Regions from separate parts of the Gasterosteus aculeatus genome. Here region 1 is linked to region 2. Evidence: chromatin contacts called from public Hi-C data. All regions are on one chromosome and are shown on one strand. Each heading gives the region's core, a stretch centred on a gene start, on an enhancer-like site or on the middle of the called end of the contact. The rest is flanking DNA. Distances are from core to core; before and after follow the strand shown. Region 1 overlaps gli2a (GLI family zinc finger 2a). Region 2 holds the start of gli2a (GLI family zinc finger 2a).

The links. A called contact is a pair of places that touch in the nucleus more often than the background predicts.
Region 1: a Hi-C map of whole body shows a contact between it and region 2, with 2.6 times the contacts expected there. The contact joins the enhancer-like site here to the promoter of gli2a in region 2. A contact is called at or near these places in 4 of 6 Hi-C or Micro-C datasets (skeletal muscle, tail fin and whole body).

Annotation. Positions count from the first base shown.
Region 1 is chr16:1,962,197-1,969,287 of fGasAcu3.hap1.1, forward strand. It overlaps gli2a (GLI family zinc finger 2a), which reads left to right. Exons shown (of 14, transcript XM_040201991.2): 3 at 7,023-7,091. Among protein-coding and RNA genes, the nearest start is that of gli2a, 35 kb to the left of the region's middle. Within about 2 kb of position 2,770, at least 7 of the 9 cell types and tissues checked have open chromatin away from gene starts, as enhancers often do.
Region 2 is chr16:1,929,410-1,936,700 of fGasAcu3.hap1.1, forward strand. It overlaps gli2a (GLI family zinc finger 2a), which reads left to right and starts at 1,363. Exons shown (of 14, transcript XM_040201991.2): 1 at 1,363-1,888.

The DNA of each region.
Region 1 (7,091 bases), core at 1,520-4,019, 34 kb after region 2:
TCTGGTTTCAAGTCACAGATGCGGAATGCTAAGCCAGTGCTGAAGATGCCGTCATAGGGCGCTGGGGACGCTCTTTGTGTGAACTGGCAGCTTCTCCGTCAGCTGTGTCTCCCAGGTCAAAGGGCTCCTGGAAGACTGAGGAGGACCCCGAGTTCCCGTCGTTTGAAGTGACTTGGCTCGATCTGGCGCGTTTACACTTGCCAGAAAGTGGCGAGCCAATGCTTTCTCTGAATGAGGAACAGATGAAGTGACTGAAGTCACACAAGCTATATTTTTTTCGATGTGTGGTTTTGATGAATGGGATTAGCATATGATATACATCACTGCATTTCTAGAACCACTCCACTCTGTGCAGCACAATTGACCCTCTCCAACTGGGGCCGGGGTTTTATCTCATTCATCGCATCCTTCCGAATTGGAATTATCAGTGGCGCAACGAGAAGAAACCCAATGCATTCATTATTTGATCAGCCCTACAGCCGTACTCTGAAGTCATAAATCAGAAGTCTGCACGGGAAGCTGATTATCCCGACACGTCATCAGTCTTCACAGAGGCCCTGCTGCCTGCCACAAGGAGAGGCTCGCTAAGCTAGGCTACCTGTACGCTGGCATCACACATGAAGGATACTCCCTCCCCTGCTAAATGCCCACCACTCCGCCAGGGTACTGATGCTGGACACAAGCTGGTTATAGCACCATTTCCATGATGAAAGCCTTGGAACTTTGTTATCTGTGTTTTTGGTTGAATAATGTTTCTCAGAGGCAAGAGATCATAAAAACACCATGAGCTTTTTAGACATTTTTTAAAGGAAAAAGCTGCGAACATCTGACAGAAGCAAGGGTTCCTTTTTGTTATGCTACTTTCCTTAGTCCCCCCCTCCCACGCCCCCCTTAGTATCTCTTTCACATTAGTAAAACCAGCTGCTGGCAACCCAGGTGAGATAAGGTCTTGGTAGTACTCAGTCTTTAGAACAATTAGGAGAGGCGGTGCAGCACCTTTTAGCCCAGGTGATGGATCATACTGGTGGTGGGTTTCTGGGGTTGACGCGGAGACTAGTGATTGGCCGAGACCGGCCTGCAGATTTGACAGAGACTGATTATAGATGAGAGAGGCCAGCTGGGTGCGAGTGGGATCTGTAAACACACCGGGATGGGAGCAGCGGCAGCAGAGGCCCGGGCAGCTTCACAACAGCCCCTACAAAGTGATACAACACATCTGGGGGGGAAGATGAGGGTGTCATAGCAACGGAATATAAACACAGGCACAAGGCCATCTTCGTATCGCGTTTGTTCTGATTTTATTCTCTGGAGTTGGTGGAGAACAGAAACCGAGATTAAGTATTGTACTTACTCGGCCCTCAGATACAATCTTCAAATTCCCAGAGTTGCTTGAACGTGTATATGCTCCCATTAGGGTATAGTGGGAATTGTGTTTTGCTCCAAAACCAGATAAATATTGGTTCATTGCTAGGGATGGTGCAGTCCCTGTGTTTTAGTACCTTACTGAGGAATACAAACATAAAAACCGGTTTCTGCAGATACAGTATAAGAGCAAAAAAGATCAAACATTGTTTGAACCCAAGAACTTAACCTTTTGCCTTAACAAAACAGTAATAGCCCCGCTAACGTAATTATGTGCCAACGTTATGTACTGTTAACAACAGATTCTTTTTTTTAATAGAAAAGTAACGTTTTAGAACCATTTATCTACATCCTAACATTCAGCGTAACCAGTAAAACAATGTTATTTAGCCCCGACCAGCTCCACTGACCCTGCCTTACATGGAATAAGATCCTGGACAGACTTGGCCACCGCTTCACTCACATTGTTATTCTGCATTTGAGAAGTGGGATTTGACCAAAGATCAATTGCTAATATTAGCATGAATGTAATGTCAGTTTTGAATACCAAGTACTATGGATTTATTTAGGTCTGCTCTATAAAAGTGTTGAGGTGCAATACCTAACCCGAGTCACAATCTGACTAATAGACACTGAAATATAACCTTCTGATTTAATGATCCACGGGTTAAAGCGTCAGGCACCGTGCTCGCTTCACAGCGCCGACACAGACCCTCTGGAAAACAACGGCATCAGTCTTCACAGTGTTTAATGCTCCATCATAACACATGCGGCCTTTGCACACGGCCCCATGGACTAATGAGGTTCCGCTCAAACCGACCGCTGGCCTTAGCCACTTACCTTCCGCACCAAAATCCCCCGATCAATAAAAACGGTATCATTTTACCCTCCCTGAGGGCAGTTAAAAGTAAAGAGCCACTTTGTTGAGACTTCCTTTCATAGGTGGCAGTGGTTCCGTGCTCGCCCGTAAGCCTCTAATCCCTCTGTCGCCATCACTCGCCCATGCACTGCCCTAGAGGAAGAGACGTCTTGCGAACTAAACCTGCAGGTTTCATGTTGTGCGTGTGTGCGTGTGTGTGTGTGTGTGTGTGCAGTGCAGGAAGCCGGGATTAAGCTAAACATACAAGTTTTATTAAACCTGTGTGGAAGATTTGCCTGGTGTGTTTTGTGTGTTTCAGAAAGGCATGTCTGTTGAACCTCAAAGTCACACGTTTGTGTTTGTCTCCGTCACTCATGATGGTTGCATACACAGTGACCTGCAGAACAAATCAGTATCTGTGTGGGTAATTGCGAGTGGGTGTGTGACTGTGTGTGCATGCACATGAGCGTTTGTGTATAGCCGTTGGCACGGCGCTGTGTAGTTAGGACCCAGGCCAACTTCTTCTGCTGGAATTTCCTGTCTCAATTGAGCTCCACCCCTCTCTCTCTCTCTCTCTCTCTCTCCCCCTCTCTCTCGCTCTCGCTCTCTGAGCACAACAAAGGCTTTTTTTTCTCACAAAATTATTCCTGGCCTGGCCTCTCAGGGCATTATTATTATTGTTGAGTACTTCCTCCGAGCCATGAGCCCACTCCACACTCCACTTCAGCATGGTCCTAATCTGGGCCTTCGTTTGGTCATAATGAGAGGTGCTTTTGCTTCTTCTGTCTCTGAGTCACGTGACTCGATGGGGCCTTTGTTACCAACGAACACCTGGCATTGTCTTTAGTGAGAGATCAAACCGGGGCTTTGAGATGTGAAGCTTAGAAAAAAGAAAAAGAGGTGACTAGATGTTTGGGTCGGTCGGGGGTGCAGAGGCATGTTCAGTCTTAAGAGAAATAGGAGAAGATATTTAACGGATAAAAACATGTGCACATGTGTGTATTTTGAACAAATTTTGTTATTGTTATCTGTTTTATTTGTTCAGACAACATATCTATAAATATATAATACATTTATACATCTATAAATATATATATGGGCTGTCATTTCATTTAAAACATATCATTTATTAACTAATCATGCATTTTGAAATGTAGATGATCTAGATAAAAAAAGTTTGTGTTTCTAGCTGTCCTCGTGCACTTTGCTGTGCTCTCACCTCTCCAAGTTGCCATTGTTTTTTCCCGACATTTAGCCAGGACCTTTTCCAAACCACTGTCTTTTATGGACACAGTGTTTGCGCTTTTGTTCAATAAGCTTTCAAATACAGGTAGTTCTTTCTGCTTTCTCTCTCCAATGGTACGGATCCACGCTTTAAATGCATTTTTTTTGTTCTCCGTAAAGTTGGTCGCTTATAGCCTCTAAGGATAAAACTCTATTGGGCCTGTTGGTGACGAGCCTCCCCCATATGGGTGAGAAACCTGAGCCCGAACCAACTTCCAACGTGAAGAGTCTGTTCTTCTCAGGAAAAAATGCCACAAGAACCAGAGTGTTTGCTATAAAGCTCATTTATCCGTTTGAAAATGCTCCAAACACAACTCCCCAAAGTTTCAACAGAGTTAGAAAATGTCTTTATTATTGCGGCGGTGTAAAAGTTGAACAATCCGTTGAAACTAAAAGCAATCTTTCATATTTTTGGACAGAAATACATCCATCACCTCACAAGCACTCTCACGGTCGAGTGTCATTTTACGCTTTACCCATTTTGCCTTCTGAATGGCTGAGGCAGCTGTCGCTCTTTTCCTCTTCATTCTAGTCCGATCCGATAGGATCACACGATTCGAAAAGATCTGGCCTGCAGCCTCAAAGCTCTGAAGAGGTGATGAAGACGGGATGTCCCTGCTCTGGACATCTCATTCCACGTCTCAATGACACATTGCGTTTATAGCGGTCCTGTACCGTCCTGTCCTGGGTAGGCAGCACGTGGCCCAGGGTGGAGTAACGCTGCATGCCAGCATACCCAAAGGGGAGGGATGGGCGGTAAATCAAGGAGCCGAGGCGTGCGAATGGTCCCGGCCGTGTACCTGTCGGTCGCTGTCCCTGCAGTCCGGAAACAATGCAGCTGTCTTGGTGATGGAAGGGCCTGTTCAGCCCTTATCGCCCGCACATTTAGCAACCCAAGCAGGGGAGGACAGCAGCCTCTGGGGCCTGTGCTTGTTTTTTTGTGTGCTTGTGCATGTGTTTGAATAATGGACATCGTTTCGTACTGGGAACGAAAAAAGCCAATCCTCCAGCCGTCCTCCATCCGTCCAGCGTTTTCATCTCAGTTTATCAAAGCTTTTACATCTACTACTCCAAAAATCTAATGTTAGACAGGTGGCAGGAAAAACTTGCATTAATAAAGCTTCCCCAGCTGGAAATCTACCCGTTGAAACCAAAACTTTATCAAAAGAAAAATCACACCAAAAAGTAAAGCATAAAAGAAAACAGGATGGGCCCTACAGTTCAGCGGCGTAATTGATCTGCTGTCCAATGCAAGCTACTACAACGGCGCTGTCTTTGTCTTAGTCTAGCCTCCTCAATCTGCCCCCCCCCCCCATGCCGCCCTCTCCACCAGAGATGTGCCAGGCAGCACAAGCAGGGGCCACCTCTCAGACAAAGCCCGAACCTCTGGCTCCACTTGTGAAACAAAGCTCAAACTCCTTTTCCCAGTTCCCACTCCCTCTCACTCATTTACCGGGGGCCTCTCGTGGCTTTGTGGCGCACTAGTTGACTCGGAATTGGCCGCCCGTCCACTCCACAAAGACGGGGGGGGAGATTGGCTGGCTGAGACCCAAGCGGCGTAGATCTCCTCAGAAGCACAGAGCCTACAGGCCTACTGAGCTCAAAGGAGAGGAGGCGAGGCCCGCAGGGCCCCGCATGTATTTTTACAGCACACTTTGCTCCGTGGGCATCTAGTGGATCATTTTGAGTCTAAAATCTACTTGACCTGCTTTGCAGTAGATGTGCCTCATTGTTATTCCGGAAGAGGCAATGATCCTACATATTTCTAAGACAGAGGTCCTTTGCCATAACTCATCGTTTTCTACAAGCTGGAATCGGATTTTCCGCGCAGTTTGGACTTGGAAAAAGTAGTTGTATTAAAATCTTACTTCCATTAACTGCATCTTCAGCTAGTGGCAAAAAACAATCACTTATGGATAATGCTAGTTCTTAAACAGATTCCACAGCAGTCACAGTTCAGGGCCGCCCTCAGGGAAACTCCTCCCCCAGTCCTGTGTAATCCCATCCGAACAACGAGATGGTACGACACCAGGATGACTCCCTCCGTCCCAACGACAAAGGGCTCAATCGGGGTTTGAGGAGCAGTAATGTCTGTCTTTGTAATGGGCATCAGCTAAAAACAACACTAAGTGTCCTGCTGCAGCCTGCAGGCACAGAGTCCTGTTCCACCTCGCCCCTTCGGCTCAGTTTAAGTAGGCAGGTGTTTAGAATATGCAGACGAGACAAGTAAACCCACAGGATGTTCCCTGAACGGGGAAACAAATTCTGTGTGTCCTATTTAAAATATTACAACAGCAAGCCGATGAAAACCAAAACCAATTTGAGAAGCTAAATTATATTGAAGATGTCCTTGGATCTAGTTTCACCCAAAAGTCCTTTTATGTAACTGTTGTCTTGGCCAAGATGTGTGATTCATACCGACATCTCTGCATTCTTTCTTCAACAGTATTACCGTTTATATTCACTCATTTTGAACATTCACTAGCACTTTTCTATTTTCCTTGATGCTTACTTACAGATGTTTTGCATTAAAAGCCGTCCTGGTAGCTGAATTCATTCTTTTCTTGGCAGACTTTGAATGTGAAAAATGAGCAGGATGTTTGGGGTCAGTAACGTTACAACAATCAAAAAACTAATTGATACTAAGTCCAGTGAGCTGTATGGCACGAATTTAGCTGAAAGTCTTTTAATTCTGGCAGCACGTCACCTTTGAAATGAAACGTCCTGAAAATGTTCGCTCATCACATTTCCCCCGTCCAGCCCGTCCCAGTGGTCCTCTCCACTACAGATAATGATCTGCTCTCACTGAGCTTTGACCTTTAACCCTGGTGGTCTCTGCTCCCAGGTCATCAAAGTCTACTGGACCAAAGAATCCTAATAGCAGCAAGGGATCATCTCCAGGGAGCTCCGTAGCACTCTGCTCTGTCTCTGTCCCTCCACAGTGCGCACACACACACACACACACACACACACACAATGTGCTGTATTATCTTTGTACTGCATCAAACATGTGGAACTTTAACATGTGGAAGTGGAGATAATTTGTAGGCTTTAGTCTATGATTAGAGCTCTCCTCCTACCTCAATCAAGACATTAAAGTTGTAATCACAGTAATGGATGAAGATCGCCTGTGTTATCCTAATGAGACTTCCCTCAAGCCATCAGGCCATTTATAGCAGGAAATGGTGGATGTGTGCATTCTTTTGTCTGACACATAAAAACCCATTCGTTGTTGTGTAAACCCTGCTTTGGTCTCGTTGGATAGCGAGCGTCATTAATGAACACGGTTCTTTGGCCGATAGCCACAGACAGTGGAGAAGGTTTCAATTACTGCCGGATTACAGGAACTGTAAAAGTGTACAGTTGCGTCTCACGCTGCGTTGCAGACACCAGTCAGGAAATGTATCAGCCTTTATTATGTCTTGAACTACGTTGTACTACTCCCCTTATTTAAGCATGTCTTATCATTTGTTTCGCTGACTTTTGCTGTTTTCTGATGTCTTTCTGTCGCTCACAGGTCCCCACCACCTCTTCCCCACGTTCCACACGCCCATACCCATCGACATGAGACACCACGAAGGGCGAT
Region 2 (7,291 bases), core at 113-2,612:
TTTTTTGCACTATTACCACCTTTTGCATCTTCATTCATTCCATATTCAATGTCGCTGTTTGTGACACTATATTTACTTTTCAATAGTTATTCATATATCGTATGGTCATAAAAAAACTTTTTTTTTAATGTCTTTTTATTGTGTATATTTCTTGTTATGAAATATACTGTGTCTTTGCATGTAACCAGGGTCAAATTGCATGTATGCACGAGTATACGTGGCGAATAGAGCGGATTCCGATTCCGATTTGGATTATAATAATAATACGTTTTGTTTTGACAGCAGTCCTCCAGGATCCCAAGTACATTGGTATTTAAATATTTATGTGAAACGTGACAGACACACAAAAGAAGTTTTGATGAATTGGAGTGACAGAATGAAGCACTGTGAGACACTTGGACTCTCGATAATCTAATAAGGTTTTTTAGTGTGTTTTAGAACGTTCACACATTTTTCTTTGGGCTCAATAAACAAGTTGAATCAAAGGGCCACTGATGCACCGCTACTTCGTCCCTTTTACGCAGCAAGTCAGCGGATTGACCAAGCAGGACAACCGTAGCTCCCCCGGTGCATGCCGGTCCTACACCTGGCTGTGCGCTTAATTTCCTCCAGGTGCCCACAATATTACCCAAATAATAATCCAACTAATTATTAAAACTACGCACACTTAAATAACGACACAAAATTAAACTTAATTGACCGAAACAGGAAACATTGAATTAAATCAAACCAAAACAATTAAACAATACTACTTAAGAGTAAATAACTAAATACTAACTGTAAATGAAAAGCTCTATCTATCTTGAAATGATAAACGCGTCGTTCACACACAGCGCGCAGCTCATTTTCTCTTTTTCTTTAAAAAAAAAAAAAGACAATTAATACAAAAATAAAAACAGCAAACGAGCATTTAAAACGCCCGTCTAGCAAAGTCGGGCTGACTTTCTATATGGAATCTACATGAATGGCATCATAAATGCTGAATGAAAGGATCCACACCAGAGGAGGACGCATGGGAATAAAGCCTCTGAATCACGGACATCGTTGTGTGTCCCCCGCTGGCTGGAACCATGAGGTCTGGATGTGATGGTTGGTTGTGTTGACGATCTGTCCACCCACTCACACAATCACCGCACAAAAGCAACACAACTCGAGCTGCGCGAGCTCTTTTTTTTTTCCAATGCAACTCTTTGCGTTTCCTTCTGAATCCAATGCGACGGGACTTGTGCGCTAACCTGCGTCAAGAAAGAAGAAAAAACAACCGAACTATGAATGAAACTTTATCTGCAACTGCTGGAAAGAGTTAGCCGGGCCCATCTGGTGCGGCAAATGGCCCAACTCACCAGGGAGCGAGGGGGGGAGTGAGGGAGGGGGGGGGAGATGGTAAAGAGGGGGGAGGAGATAGAGGGTGAGGGGGGAGATTGAAAACAGTTCAGCAGCCTGGAGATCTCCACACCACCGCATGCCTCTGCAACAACTGCCGACTGAAGCCAAACCGCATTTACTCCCAAACTTTCACGCGCAGAGAAAAGAAAGAATCCCGGCAACAAGCCTGGGGCGTGAACGCTTCACGTTAGTTGGCTGAAGCGCGCACAAACACGCGCGTCATGGGAGAAGATGGATTGTAAGAAAAAGTTGAACTCGACTCGCGCACCGAAGCGGCTCCGCGGCGCACAGAGCGAACTTTGAGCGGCTCCAAAACTTCCGCCCGCGACCCGGTTCATGGAGTGCGGAGAGGCTCGTCTGCACGTCGCGCTCCCCCCCGCGGTGCCAGTCCGCTCCTAGTCTACGGGACCCCCCCCCCCCCCCACTCCAGGGCAAAGTTTTCCTCGGACCCCATAAAAGAGCCTGGGGCGGTTGGGAAGTGAAAGCAAGACGCGGCGGAAAGGTAAGCGCACTTTAGCGCGACGCTGACAGCGCCGCTGGGTTTGCGCCGCGGCCCCCTCCCGTGCGCTTGTGTTCACTTGGTGTGTTTGCCAGCGTTTCACCGGGGCTCTCCTCCCCCGTTGCTCTCATGTTCTGTGTCGCCCCGCGTGTCAGCGGCTTCACGTCTCATTTGCACTTTGAACTTATCTGACACAGGAATCCTAGAAATGTTTCGTCCTGCAACTCGATCCATCAAGGGAGGAGATGCGTTCGGGGAGCTCGGCGCCTCCCGCAGAAGCTTTTAATAGTTCTACCAGTGACCGTTCTAATGGTTTTCCACTCAAGTGAACTGAGCGGGATCTCACAATCTAAATCCAATTAAAATAAATATTTTACAACATCTGTTTCCATCATTCCACCTTTCTGTGAATGGAAGAAACTGATAAAACCATTAGGCTCATTACGCATTTCGGAGACCTTTGCTTTCTAATCTCTTAACGCCACAAAGCAAAGAAGCACCGAGCAGGAGTCTCCGCGTGGGGACGTGGGCCCGTGGGCCCGGGACCGGCCTGTGGGAGATGTGTACTTCTTGTTGAAAGATTCAAAGTTGACTGTTTGCTCTGCAGCCTGAGCAGTCAACAAACACTTGACGCCTTTGTGGGGCCCTTAAGCAGCCATATTTGCTGTTGGCTTTTCCTCCATCTAACGGGCGCTGCTAATGATCTCCAAACTCATGTGTGCGCTCTAGTCTCACTTCTGCCGCCGCTTCTTTTGGCCTTTTTCTTAAAGCTTTTCCAAAATAACACAGAGTTGTTTGCAAACATGCTGGACTCCCCTCCTTGGATTTTTTTTTTTAATATTTAAAGAAAAAATCAGTTGTGAAGTTGGAATGTGTTTTCAAAATGATGAGTTAAGATTAAGAAGAATTCATCTTGTTAAAAAAAAGGAATAGTTTGGAAAATGTTTCAAATAATATGCATGTTTTAAACCGGCCGAGACTTTTGTGCATGTGTATTTTCCGCTTCACATGATGACAACCCCGGTCACAGCCGAGCTGATTTGCATGAGAAAAAAAAAGAAAAAGTTTTAGTGCATTTGGCCATTGTGAGGAATGAAGAGTTCCAACAGTTAGGGCCGACGGAGAGTGAAAGGAGCGAAGAATGGATGAGCCTATTCAGCTCATTCAGGGGGAGACCCATAGTGGCCATGTCACTTTCATCTCCCCAGGCCTGTGTGCCTGTTGTCCGCTGCTTCAGCCCCCGTTTTCACACATCGCCTCTGTGCACAGGCCTCACTTTATTGATCTGCCTCCCGCTTTTTCTTTTTCTTTTTGCTTCTTTTCTGAAAGTTCGCACCAAATTTAATGAACCAAATACTGGAAAAGGTGTGTGTGTGTGTGTGTGTGTGTGTGTGTGTGTGTGTGTGTGTGTGTGTGTGTGTGTGTGTGTGTGTGTGTGGACCAAGGAGGAGGAGTTTGAGGGGTGGGGAGGGGTACAGCTCTCTTTTGAAAGCAAATACCGATGAAGTCTAGCGTACAGGGACAGAAAGGAGGGTTGGAGGAGCGGGTGAAGTCAGAGTGACTCTGAGGAGGGGGAGGAGCCCCCCCCCATTCCTCCTCACCCACCACAACCACCTACTCCTGCTGAGTAAACTCAGAAAAGTTGGAAAAAGAAAAAAATCCCCCCATTTCCCTGATCCCACTCGCTGTATACTGTACCGACGAAGGCATTGGGCAGCCTGTCCACTCACAATGGCGGCCGTAAGAAAAAGGCGCCTGTGGGGGGATGTGGCAGGTCGGGGTTAGGGGTTTTGCTTTGGCAAAAAGTGATTGCGCTGTTTAGTGGTTGTAGATGAAGAGGAGCTGCGGCCTTCACCCTAAATACCACTGCGTGGACGTGGCCCTAAACCTTCTGCTGTTAGCAGTCATCATTCATCTCATGAGCAGTTGGCTCATCAAGGTGCTTCTGGGTTCATTTTGTGTCAATCAGTTGTGTCGCTGCACCTCCTTTCTCCTCACATTGGCCCATTGGTGTTAAGCAGTGGATTATTTACGCCTCCCATAGTGGAGTGGCTTCTTACGACGCCCACAGAGCGAACGTTTGATGTTCCTGGGTGGTGTAGTATTGTAGTTAATATTGTAGTTTCTTTGCAAACAGACAGTGACAAGTCGGAAGTGAGAAAGTGTTGAATATTTCACACTGTTAAGACGGACGCACAAAACCGTATTTTGGCTTCAGCTTTATCAAGGACATGAAGATGACGGCGTCTCCTCCACACGGAGGAAGGTGCATTGTGGGTTGAATCTTACCCATGTGTAGGGATGAATTGATGAGACTTTAATGGCCATTTAGGGGCCTGTAAAAGGCAGCCGTGTGTCGGGCGACGCCACAGCCATCGTTCACAGTCAGCGTCCACTTCAGACGGAGGGAGGAGTGGGAGAGCTGGAGAGAGATGGCCGCTCACACTCCTCTGTAGAGCCCTTCACTGAATCCCATCTCTTTTGCCTCGGCATGGGGAACGCCTGCTGGACAATCCCCGCTTGTTTTAGCGGCCTTTGTTTCTCTCCCCTTGAGGCATCCTGTTCATTTTCCCTCAAGTGTGTGAGGTTAAATAGGTTCCCATCATATCTCCGTTGGGGTTACACTTTTCCAACCCCCCTTTTTGCCCCAACCCACCCTTCCTACACTACAGCGGCTAGGAGTGGGCACTCCAATTCCCAGAACAGAAAGTGAGATCAGGCTGGATTGTACCCCTGCAGTGAAAAGAACACATTGGCGGCGTAAAGCCCCAAAAAACACACATGACTGGCGCAGAGCCAATGTGCATTTAACAAGCCATTTTAATGGCTGTACGGTAAAGTTACTGACAAGCTCATTACAGGCCGATTGACCTCATCAATCACTGCAGAACTGCAGCGGAAACTGGTTGTCTCAGGAAAACTGTAGTTCCAAGCCGTGCAGCAAGGTTTTAACAACGGTCCTTCTATGCCGGGGCCTCTGTTGTTCTCAAACTGCAGAAAAGGAAGCACGAGGAACTCAGCCAGCTCCAATATCTTCAAAAGGGAGGAGAGCTTAAGCAGATCGAGTCTTGTATACAGTGTACTCTGTGTGATGCATGATGTGTCATCACCAACACGCCACACAAAGATCTCCTCATTGCATCCTGGCCCAACTCTTCACACACTCCTTGACTCACATACTGACTCTTCGGAAACCCAGTTTCCCAAAAGCATTTCAGCGGGAACCTCATCATTGTCTATCGGCTTACAAAAGAACAATGGCCGTGGTAGCTTTGGGGTCTTCAGGGGGAACCCTGCCCAGGTCACGGGAGGTCACTTCATTTGTAGGAGGTGGGGGGTGGTGAAGCTAATTTCATTATCTCAACACAAGATAAACTCCACAGACAATGGAAAGGGACAGGTTGTTGTTTTACTCTCACTAGTCTCTTTAGGCCTTACTTCTCACAGTCTTCCAGGTTGAATGATTAGTCGATTCCGGTCGCAACTGTTGTTAATCCAGTCATTGTTTTGCGTTTCATTCCCTATTTCCAGTTTGCTAAATGTGCACTGTGGGCTGATTTTCTGTCTTCTATGTAAGTAAACTGAATATCTTTTGGTCTTGGAAAACCATAATGAGAGGAATGAGAGGAACTGATGATTGCAACTCATTTCTGTTTACTTTTTTCTTTGTACGTAGGCTTGGTACAACAGCACAGTGTCAGTTATCTTGGCAAAAACAATATTACGATAGTCTTCAAAATGTGCTTAAAACACTTGTTAATGAATGGCAAAAAAACGGGGGGATGACTTTAGTTCACGTTGAGAGTTATTGCATCTTAGTGGAGGACCAACAAACCAGTGTGGAACTAGTCAATCAACCAAAAATGTACTTTATACTTGTATTCCAATCAAGTAAACAAAGCAACTGTCTTTAATAAGATGATATGAGAGCAGTTCTTTACCTTTTTAAGTCTTATATCAGTTTGAATATGGGTTGCTTTTGTTACTGTTACAGTTGTTGTCCAGGATAAGAATGTGCAAGGATCGTTATTGAGCAGCCAATCGCCCAAAACCTGCTCCGCTGCAGGGCTCGCCATGCTGACATTAAAAGCCATCTTTGTATGTATTGACTCTTTCGGGTTGGCATTTGTTTTTCTGACTTTACGGCTCGCTTACATGATTCTTTCCTCCTTCGATGTAGTGGTTGCCTAGCATTCTTTATCAAAATGAATATAAATGTTTGAAATTGACGGTTTGTATGAAGTGGATCAGCTGTTGGCGGACAGTAGGATCGCGATGCCCCCCCCCCTCACTGTATCATTAACCCTTCTTCATCAAACGACCCAGCGAGCTTTGCTCAGCGACTGTGAGCAATGGAGATCCAGTGACACCGGCCTGAGGACAATGCCGTATTGTCCGCGATGTTTGCGCGGGCCTTAATCTGATGCAGAGGCAGAGATCGGGTCGTTGCAGAGGCCAACAGTACAGAGAGAGAGAGGAGGGAGCTGGGATCTGTTTGTGCTCTTAACTTTGGGGGGGGGCGCGTAACGAGTTATGATCTATGCTACGCCCTCCCATAGCTACAAAGTCTATGTAGCCTCAAGAGCAAGGGCTCCTGTGCTTCCTTCCTTTCGTTTCCACATGATGGGAGATATTGGATTCCAGAATCGTGCTGACTCAGTGCCAGGCCACAGTCTCCTCTCAGATAGAAGTCTGCGTTGAGCTTGGGTTTAGAGACATGTGGTTATCTTCAGCAACAAGCCCCGCAACCTTCTCCCCCTTCTCCCTCGCAATACGTCTGTTGCTGCCATCGTTGTCTCCTCTCTCTCTCTCCCTCTTCTTCTACCTCAGGCTGCGGGCCAAAAGGAGGTTTGTTCATGTTTTGTGATCCGCTCATTAAAGGAAAAGTGGGATGAAAACCGCACTGGTTGCGTGCTGGGCCGCCTTTTTGCACTAGGTCGTTTTCACATGCGAGCGCTGGTGATGTGAGGCTGTGAACAGGTGGTCGTAGCCTAGCAAGGCATTCCAGGAAAATAAAAACGGATGTGGACAGAAAGCAGCAGAAAGTCTATTCTGTTTCTCATTGTGGAAGGTGTGGAGCTTGTATGATGTAATTTTTTTGCAACATCTATTAACGTTAGTTCCGTCATTTAGTGTCTCCTCCTGCCAATTCTAACAAATATGTTGTCTATAATGTAGCATTATATTGCAATAGTTTCTCCATGAACGTGTGATATGTTCAGTGTTTTCAGAGAGATATTCATCCTCACAAACAATCCAAAGGTGGTTAAACCTCCTTTTCTTTGTCATCCTGCAGTCGGTTGATCCATCAGGGATCCTGGTTACTTGAATGTCAGCTGCATAACACGTCACCTCAGTGACCTCCGCCCTTTTCTTCATCATGCTCAAGATTCAAATTCAACATGG